Regions from separate parts of the Bos taurus genome. Here region 1 is linked to region 2. The links are chromatin contacts, called in public Hi-C maps. All regions are on one chromosome and are shown on one strand. Each heading gives the region's core, a stretch centred on a gene start, on an enhancer-like site or on the middle of the called end of the contact. The rest is flanking DNA. Distances are from core to core; before and after follow the strand shown. Region 1 holds the start of EVI2B (ecotropic viral integration site 2B). Region 2 has its middle 9.3 kb from the start of RAB11FIP4.

Evidence for each region. A called contact is a pair of places that touch in the nucleus more often than the background predicts.
Region 1: a contact with region 2 is called in a Hi-C map of an unstated tissue, with 2.1 times the contacts expected there. The contact joins the promoter of EVI2B here to the enhancer-like site in region 2. A contact is called at or near these places in 2 of 11 Hi-C or Micro-C datasets (blood and an unstated tissue).

Annotation. Positions count from the first base shown.
Region 1 is chr19:18,671,052-18,675,934 of ARS-UCD2.0, reverse strand. It overlaps EVI2B (ecotropic viral integration site 2B), which reads right to left and starts at 1,274. Exons shown (of 2, transcript NM_001099166.2): 1 at 1,140-1,274. All of the region lies in intron 35 of NF1 (neurofibromin 1), which reads left to right. It overlaps EVI2A (ecotropic viral integration site 2A), which reads right to left. Exons shown (of 2, transcript NM_001034568.2): 2 at 4,535-4,883.
Region 2 is chr19:18,609,526-18,614,522 of ARS-UCD2.0, reverse strand. No RefSeq gene overlaps it. Among named protein-coding and RNA genes, the nearest start is that of RAB11FIP4, 9.3 kb to the right of the region's middle. Within about 2 kb of position 2,927, at least 6 of the 102 cell types and tissues checked have an H3K27ac peak or open chromatin away from gene starts, as enhancers often do.

The DNA of each region.
Region 1 (4,883 bases), core at 25-2,524, 63 kb before region 2:
TGGAACAGATTCTTTAAAAATATATAGATAAGCATTGTCCAAAAAAATGATAAAAATCTTTCTGTATTAATTTCTGTAATAGTTACTTAGAAGAAATCTAAAGTGGACTTCTATAAAAGAAAGTCATAAGTACTTTATGAAATGTTGAAGTAGGATATTACCCACTATGAATTTACCATTCTATGATATTACAAGTCTATGTAAATAAACTCTTGGCAGTTTTTATTTTGGAGGATATTCGCTTTGCAATTGTCCAAGTTACTCAAAGAAAACATCTTTTCTCCATGGTTAGCAACTCTCTATTCTATGAGTTTTATTTTCCATATCTATTTTATACTGCTTACTAAAGACTCAGATAATGTGTGACATAAATATGTAGTGATGAGTATATGCCCACACATTTTACCATAGCAGTTTTTTTCTTAGCTTTAAATATTAGTGATAATATTTTCATGTCATCATCATTACTAAAATTCTATTTGTGTAAAAAAGCATATTTAATAATAATCATTGAGTGTCTCATCTAATCACCTTTGTTTATTTTTAAATGAAGGTGACCATTCTTTCTATGAAAACTGAAGGGGATTAAAAAATAAAAATAATTTAAACCTATGGATTGTGTTATATATAGGAAATTTTCATATAAAGAAAATAAAATTTTTTAACAGTTGGTATTTTGGGGTTGTAGATTTAGCCATCACTCATGAATTCTAGTTTTATTTCCAACCCTTAGCTTTATCTGCCATGGGTGTAGTTTTATTTCTTTTAATTACAGAACTGAGGTCAACAAACATAATGATTGAATAAACTTTAAAGGGTTTATATTACATAAACCTAGGTGAAAATTTTTCTGAAGGCAAGCTCAACACTGAATTTTTAAAATTCCATGCAACAAAACCACAATACCTGTTATATAGATACCTTTAGACAATCAGACTTTAAGTTTAAAACAATAATAACATTTTAGTTTTAAAAATTGGAGCGGGAAATGGCAGCCCACTCCAGTATTCTTGCCTGGAAAATCCTATGGACAGAGGAGCCTGACTGGCTACAGTCCATGGGGTCACGAGGAGTCAGACAAAAGTAAATTTTATATAAAACAAAGATCAAACCAGATTGCCTGTGTGAAATTGTCTTACCTTGGCTGTTAACTTCTTTTGCAGAAGGCTAAATTCTTGTTCTAACTGGACATTTTGGTGCTTTGGCTAAGAAAGCAAAAAGTGGTTCCGAACGTTCAGATTAAAAATGATCCTCTAGCACATTGAAATAGGTTCTGTAGAGAAAGAGGAAGTTTATCAATAGTTGGTTCCGGAAGTGCAATAAGCCACAAAATGACTAAGAAAGTACTACTTTAACAGAGCTTAATTTGAAACACAATTTGGAGCTACATGATTTGAGTGCTTTTAATTAACATTTGTAAGTAAACATTTGAGACTCTCTAGTAATGTGATTCAGTCAGTTCGGTTGCTCAGTCGTGTCTGACTCTCTGAGACCCCATGGACTGCAACACACAGTAATGTGATTATATAGTTTAAATACTTAAAATAGAACCTTGGAGAGAAAGTTATATAAGGAAAAACTGCCAGTCAGGTTACTACCCATAGTGAGATTTCTTTTCATAACAAATGAATGATGTGTCCTGTTTACTTGTGTGACCGTAGGCAAGTCGTTGTACTTCTGGATCACCGTTTCCTCCTCTGGAGGAATACTTCTGTTACTAGGTTTTGAGAGGATTCAATAAGATAAAATATATAAATGCCTTACACACAGTCGGTAGCCAGAAATGTTATTTCCTCTTACATAATTTAGGCTAAACCCAGGTAAAAGTATGATTAATTTTTTCCAAATAGTTTCCTAAATGATTTTTAAGTTCAAGTCCACAACTCTTTAATTACCCACAAAGTAGGTAATTGTCAGTGCAAAGTAAAAATAAATTGGGAATCATCTTCTAAATAAGTTAACTAATAAGTATGTTGAGAAGAGTATGAGTCAGTATAAAAACACATTTCTTTCAGCATGTCACCTTCTAGACTCTCTCATCTGAAAAGTGGAGATCATAATTCTTAATTTATAAATGTATTATGGGATTAAATAAATGTAAAGTGCCTAGCATCACACCTATTATAGTAGATGTTGTAAGCATTAAACCACACACTGTTTTCCCCTGGTCACTGCTGAGGAACACAGATAATTAAGACCTAGTTCTTAATTTCAGGGCACTTATAACTTGGTAGAAAAAGAAGATTTAAAAAAAAAATGTGCTATAAACTTATTTTATGGAATATAATTTGCTATATATATTGAATTGGCCAAAAAGTTTGGGTTTTTCTATAAGATGTTATGGAAAAACCCAAATGAACTTTTTGGTCAACCCAATATAATATAAAGTATGCCACGTAATTTTTAAATGTGCTATAAATTTTTGTTTCACTATTTTTAAATCCCTAAATTAATAAGCATGTGGACCATAGCACCCAATGGTAGAAAAGTAGCCTTGTTCAAAAGTAACTTTAGAACTCAAAACATATCTTACCCTGTCATCTTTAAACAGTGGTTAAGTTTGGAAAGGAACCACTTTCATGAGCTACCATTGGATGTTGTCAGTCTGAGGACGTGTGTTAAATAGCCAAGATAGTGAGGGATAAATTTTAAATATTTCTGCAATAGGAGCTTTCTGTTTTGTGTGAAGATGTTCAACATATGTGTTGCATAGGAAAGTAGTTGCCTAGTTAATTTCTTATTTTTAAGAAGACAGTCATTTGTTTTCAGTTTCTTGATTCAAGGACTGCTTTGTGTTATCACTGTTTTCATGTACAGTCTCAGATTTTTGATATACACAAAATGGGAGCTCTGCCCAGGTTCATTTCAAATCTGAAATCAAACCTTTTTACCCTTCAAAAGATAACCTGCTGCTGCTGCTGCTAAGTCACTTCAGTCGTGTCTGACTCTGTGCGACCCCACAGACGGCAGCCCACCAGTCTCCCCCATCCCTGGGATTCTCCAGGCAAGAACACTGGAGTGGGTTGCCATTTTCTTCTCCAGTGCATGAAAGTGAAAAGTGAAAGTGAAGTCGCTCAGTTGTGTGCGACTCTTAGTGACCCCCATGGACTGTAGCCCACCAGGCTCCTCCATCCGTGAGATTTTCCAGGCCAGAGTACTGGAGTGGGTGCACTTACTGCCTTCTCCAAAAGATAACTTAATGTTACAACCACAACGGGCATGAGCTTGCTCTTGCTTTCCTTTTTCCTTTGTTGATGTTTACCTTTTTCTGGAATAATAGGGCTATGATTTGTTATTTGGGAAATGGATTTTTTATAAATTGGTAACAAATTGATAATAAAATTGATGCTCTTTTTCCCTCTCTCATTTTAAGATGTAACCTTAAAAAAAAAAAAGAAATGTAACCTACCTAGATCTTTTGAGCAATGGAAATTTTACAAATTTAATCTGATGACCAAGAGCATGATCTAGGGAATTATGCAAAAATTATCAATGCCTCTATCTGGAGCTCACTCCATTTAAATCAGGAGGAAGGGTGTAACTTACGCATGGGTGAGTTAAATTCTTCAGGTGATTCTGAATCTCAGTCAGGATGCAAATTACTAACCTAGAAAGAATTGCAGTAATACTTGGAAAAAATATATATAAATATGTAAAATGTTTCCTCAGCTAGGTGCTCTGTGATGACCGAGAGGGGTGGAATTGAGGGTGTGAGTGGGAGGTTCAAGAGGGAGGGGTTGTATATGTATACATATAGCTGACTCATTTTGTTGTACTGCAGAAACAAACACAACATTGTAAAGCAGTTATACTTCAAATTATTTTACAAAAAAAACAATGGCTGTTGTTAGGGGGTGGAGATAGTAGAGATTGGAAGGAGGCCTAAAGGCACTTTCTGAGAAAATGTTCTATTTGTTGGTTAAAAGGTGTTGACATGTATAAACTTTTGTCAAAGTGAATTGAATTGTAAAAAAGAAAAATAAAAACATACATATATGTAAATGTTTCCTTAAATGTCTAGCATATTTCCCAAAATAAATGCTCGACAAGGGATGAGATTTTTAAGACTGGCCTGGTCTTTAATTAAGTATGCTCTGTGTCAGTTTTGGTGGACAGTTGGAAAGTCTCTCAGAGCAACTTTTGCAATATATTAAATTGAAGATGAATGTCTTGGCTTAAATGTAAGCCACTATTGTACTTGAACCCAGTTTCTTTAAACTTTCAACAATTACCTGAGTATCCTGTTTTCCAAAGTAGAACAAACACACACACATATACACATCTTTCCTTTGCTCATGTCATATTGGGTAGTAAAAAAATAAAATTGGTTTATTAGGTCATTTGGCAGTCTCAAAGTCCAAAAACTAATCAGCCTTTGAATATTTGCTATAAAAAAAATCCCATAAGCAATATTTATAGAGTTCCATTACAGTTAAACAGTAAGATATGTTTTACATTTATCTATTTCAGTTGTACTCTGTTTCTTATTGATCTTTGCTGTGTATTCTCTAAAATAATAAAGGGAATGCAAATATAGTCACTTTTATTCTGTCATCTTAATTTATTATACAAAATTTAAAGTTTTAATTAAATATAGTAGAAAACGACTTTCTTATGTACACCACATGTAAAGATGAAAGCATCTGGCATAACATTAGCCGTGTTTATAGATGAACTGGTATGGATTCTGTCTCATTCAGCAAAGAAAGTACCATGTAACTATACAGTTCAACTCTATGCATTAGGAATGTGACTTCTGTTAGATGTTAAAGCATGTAATAGCCTCAAATGACACACTGAAACTCTTCCAAGTTTACTTACATTTGGACAAAGATCATGTAACTACTATTGCTGAACAAGAAAAACTCATAAATTATCTCTTT
Region 2 (4,997 bases), core at 1,678-4,177:
TTTTGTTCTTTTAAAAAGTACTAGCTAATCATGAAGGGGATATTTCATAATGTGAAATTATAATTTTAATAGATTTGACTTTTAACTACCTTCTAAAAATCCATTTATACCTTGTAGTATGTACATATTGTTGTTGTTTAGTTGCTAAGTCGCTATGTCATGTCCGACTCCTTCGCAACCCTGTGGACTGTAGCCCACCAGGCGCCTCTGTCCATGGGATTTCCCAGGCAAGAATACTGGAGTGGGTTTCCATTTCCTTCTCCAAGGGATCTTTCTGGCCCAGGGATTGAACCCACGTCTCCTGCATTGGCAGGTGGGTTCTTTACCTATTGAGCCACCAGGGCAGCATGTACGTGGTCCATACACCACATATATGTATACATGTATGTCTAAAGTTTCCAAAGAAGCATCACACATTTTATTTAAATGGGGTCAAATTACCTTTATTCTTTTTTATATTATCCCCAAAAGATTGTACTTCAAAGTTTTTTAGGTCTTTAGCATGTGTTTATGCCATGAGTCAAGCTGTCATGATAAAGAGAAGTCTATGGAGTTACGTAGTTGAGAACTTCCCTCAAGGGGGCCACTTCCTCCATATAAAATAGAAAAGTCACATTGAAATCTTAGTAGGGCCCTTTCCTGGTCAAAAGTTCAGAAAGCATTGCCCAACAATATGTTTCAAGGAAGAAAATGTCAACAGAGATAACCTCAGCTGATATATTCATTTGTTCAGAAACATTTTCAGTTGGTTATAATCATACCAAGCCCTTTGCCAGGCATTGCAGGTGCCAAGAAAGAAGAAAGCTTGGTCTGTGCCCTATGCGAGATCACAGTTTAGTGAGGGCAACAGCCACAGAGCCAGTGAGCACAGTGGGTAAGGTGTGGACCGAGGAGTTGGGCCCTGAAGAATTACCAAGAAGTGTGTCCAAATGAATATGTCCACTGAGAAGTTGAAAATAGGATTGTGAAGTCTTGAATTATGCATAGGGTGTCCCTGAGGCTCAGGGACGATCTTGCCCAGAGAGCACGTGTAGCAGAGACGTGTCCAGGCAGAAGGCAGTGCCCCAGAAAGGAGACTGGCTCATTCTGTTTTTATTTTCCTCCTTTCTTTTCATCCCACTCTGGGAAATGCACCCTGATCTTGCATATTTAATAACTCCATGAGGGGACTCCCCTGGTGGCCCAGCAGCTAAGCTTCTGTGCTTCCAATGCAGGAGGCCTGGGTTCGATCCTGGTAGGGGAACTAGAATCCCAAAGGCCGCAACTAAGAGTTCTCATGCCACAACTAAAAAAAAAAAAAATCCCTTGTGCCACAGCTAAGACCTGGTGCAGCCAAATAAATAAAAATATTAAAGCTGCCATGAAGACCTGCTATAGCCCCAGAGAGCAAAAACAAAGGTACTTTCTGTTTTTAAGCCTGGCCAAAGTCAAAGTAGGATGAGAAACTGATGGTGAGGGATGCTACCTCCCCAACTTGATAATTCGCAGATGGAAGGCAGAAAGGATTAGGTACTTATGCCTTAAGCAAAAACAGTACAGCCACTCACCATATACTCATATCTAGGCTTCTACAGGAGACCAAAAATTTAGTTCCCATTAAAATACTGAGTCTGTCTGAGTTTACAGCATTCATTCATCCAGCTGACATGTATTGGGCCCCTTGTTTGCAAGGAACTCCAGCATCAGCACCTCTGGGAAATGCTTTCTGAGCCCCCATCACCCTTCTTTTGGTCCTGTAACTGCTTCTCCTTACAGTGTTGTGGTCATCAACTGTTGCTAACTCCCTGATTAGACTCTGGGCCTCCCAAGTACAGGGACTATGCTTGTTCAAGGAGCCGGGGTTGCTGAGTAACACCTTAAGGCTCTATGTTATCAGGGAACTATACAATAAGATAGGAAGAAAGACTCCATGCACAATTGCCACCCCCATGCACAAATCCCTACCAAAATGGAGATGTCCTGTGTATTAATATAAAGACCTGTTGAAGGCGAATCCAGACTTTGAAATTTCACACACCAGTAAAATTTTGAAGATGTGTTTTGTTAATTTATGCACTTTGAAAACAATTGCAGGAACAGTCTTTTTATAATAGGGCATTTCAACCCTCAACAGAATAGGGAAAGAGGGACTCATAAGATGAAAAATATAGTTCTTTAAAAGGACTTGATTGTGCTTTATTGGAAAGTCACTGTGTTGTCTTTATTTTGCTTGTGCTGGTGCTGATTCAGTCTGTCCGACCCGGGGCTATAAGGAGAGGAGTAATTGGAGAGACAGACCATGGACCTGGATGGGAAGAATGGATATTAGAGTGCCAGTTGCTCCTTTGGGCTTCCCTGTAGCTCAGTCGGCAAAGAATCTGCCGGCAATGCAGGAGAACTGGGTTCGATTCCTGGGTTGGGAAGGTCCCCTGGAGAAGGAAATGGAACCCACTCTTGCCTGGAGAGTCCCACGGACAGAGGAGCCTAGCAGCTGCAGTCCATGGCATCACAAGAGTTGGACACAACTCAGTGACTATACCACCATCAGTTGTTCCCAAACTAATTACTGATACCATGCAATTCCAACCAAGATCCCTACAAGAAGAAAGTGTGTATCCAAACAAAATGATCCTAGGGTTTACCTTATAAAATAGACAAGAAAGCACAGCTACGAAATACAATTAAAAGCATGCATAGAAATTTTCCTCACTAGATAATAAAACAAGATATTTTTAAATATTTAAAACTGTGATGATGGTAATTAAACTAGGTAAATAGAATGGAACAGACAAAAAGAGCCAGATTATGTTAATGGTGTTTAAAAAAAAAGCACCAGAAACCCCCAAATTTCATTGACTCAAAAGCTTCCTCAGCCCTCTGCATGTCCACCACTGGTCAGCAGGGGGACTCTGCTCACTGCAGTTTCTTGAGCCCCAGAGACTGATCAGCCACCGTAGCAAATGAGGGAAGGAGGGCTCAGACAAGCACCTCCCAGTGCCCCTGGAGAGATGGAGATGTTCCATATCCATGCCACAGCCACACGACGGCGTTGTCAGACCCTTGAAATGTGAACACTGAGACTGAGGAGCTGGCTTTTAAATTATAATTTAAACAGATCTGGCAGCTAGTGGCTACTGGATTGGACAGCCCAGCATCTGGAGCATCTCATCAGCAATTAAAGGCCTGAGGCCAGACGTGCAGTCCCTTCTGCTCACAGTCGCTGCCAGAACTTATCACACAGCCCCACAAACCCCAAGGGTCAGGAAGAGCTGTCCTCTTTCATCCAGGAGGAGAGCTGGAAATGTTGACAAGAACATTGACTCCCACACACGTGTGCATGCTAAGTCGCTTCAGTCCTGTCTGACTCCTTGCGACCCTGTGGACGGTAGCCCGCCAGGCTCCTCTGATCATGGGTACTGGAGTGGGTTTGCTATGCCCTCCTCCAGGGGATCTTCCTGACCCAGGGATCGAACCCACATCGTCTCCTGCACTGCCAGGTGGGTTCTTTACCACTAGCGCCACCTGGGAAACCTGTTTCCCACAATAGGGGAGGATTTTGTACACCTAGAAGCAATGGGGAAAATGCTTAAGATTACACTTTCACTACCTAACCCATGAAATATCCTCTTGTCTCCCTTCTCAAAAAAACACCCAAATTTAAAGGCCAAGAAAACAGGGAGATTATTCTCATTATAAAGAGTTCAGGGAGCGACTTCCCTGGTGGTTCAGTGGTTAAGACTTTGCCTTCCATTGCACAGCGTGCAGGTTCGATTCTTGGTGGGAGCATTAAGATCCCACATGCCTCAGTGACCAAAATACCAAAGCACAAAACAGAAGCAGTAACAAAACTCAGTAAAGACATTAAAATGGTCCACATCAAAACAATCTTTAAAAAGCATTCGTAAAAACCAATTTTAAGAAAAGACCCAAGCCGGGGGGCGGGGCGGGGAGGGGTGCAACACAGAATGGGCAAAGGACAAAAGGGCATGAACAGCCCGCCCACAGAAATGAAATGCTGTACCAATAGCTAATTGCTGTATGATGGAAAAGGTCATCACGCGCAGAAGTAAACAAAAACAGCAAACTTGAAACGGGGAAATCCCACCTTCATCTATCAAATTAGCAAAGGTGTATTTAGTACATACATCTTTTTTTTTTTTTTTAATATTTTCATATTTATTTATTTATTTTTTAATAATTTTTAACATTTTTAAATTTCAGGTATACACATGCTCCCCATCCTGAACCCTCCTCCCTCCCCCCTCCCCATACCATCCCCCTGGGCCGTCCCAGCGCACCAGCCCCAAGCATCCAGCATCGTGCACTGAACCTGGACTGACATACATCTTTAGTACAGTGCTGGCTCAGAGTGTGGTGTGATGGACTCGCTCCTGCACTTGACCTCATCTTTCTGTATCATTAGCTTTAAACATGTCCACACCATTTGCCCCAGTAATATCATATGGTCTAGTCTAGGTAATAAGTGATTGGAGAATTAAGACTTTCATCAAAGTACTATTTATAATACCAAGATATCTGGAGGCAACACACGGATGATTTTTTGGCTAAATCATCTACATTCATCCAGCACTTTGTGGAAACTGATGGGGCTTCCTTATGCACTCCTTAAAAATGGATTTAGAGAATAATATTTAAATTTGGGAGGAAACTTTCAATAGAATCAAGAGTTAAAGGTTATATATGAGGGTAAATCCCCAATCATGTAAAATATCAATGTATTTTACACATAGGAAACTAGTTATAAATAAGAAAAAGATGAAATAACTGTGGTTAGTTTTTGTTTATTTCTCTATATTTTACTGCCTTTTACATTGAGTATTATTACTTTAAAAAGTCAAGTTGTTTTTAAGAGGTGTAGATAATGCTGACTTTCAGTTCTACTGAAAAGGTATTTGTAATAGTATAATTTATTCAGGTATTAACAACTGCCATCCTTTCGATGCTTTCTACCTTAATGTTTTTCCTTGTATCAAAAAGGTAGCTTTTTATCTAATTTA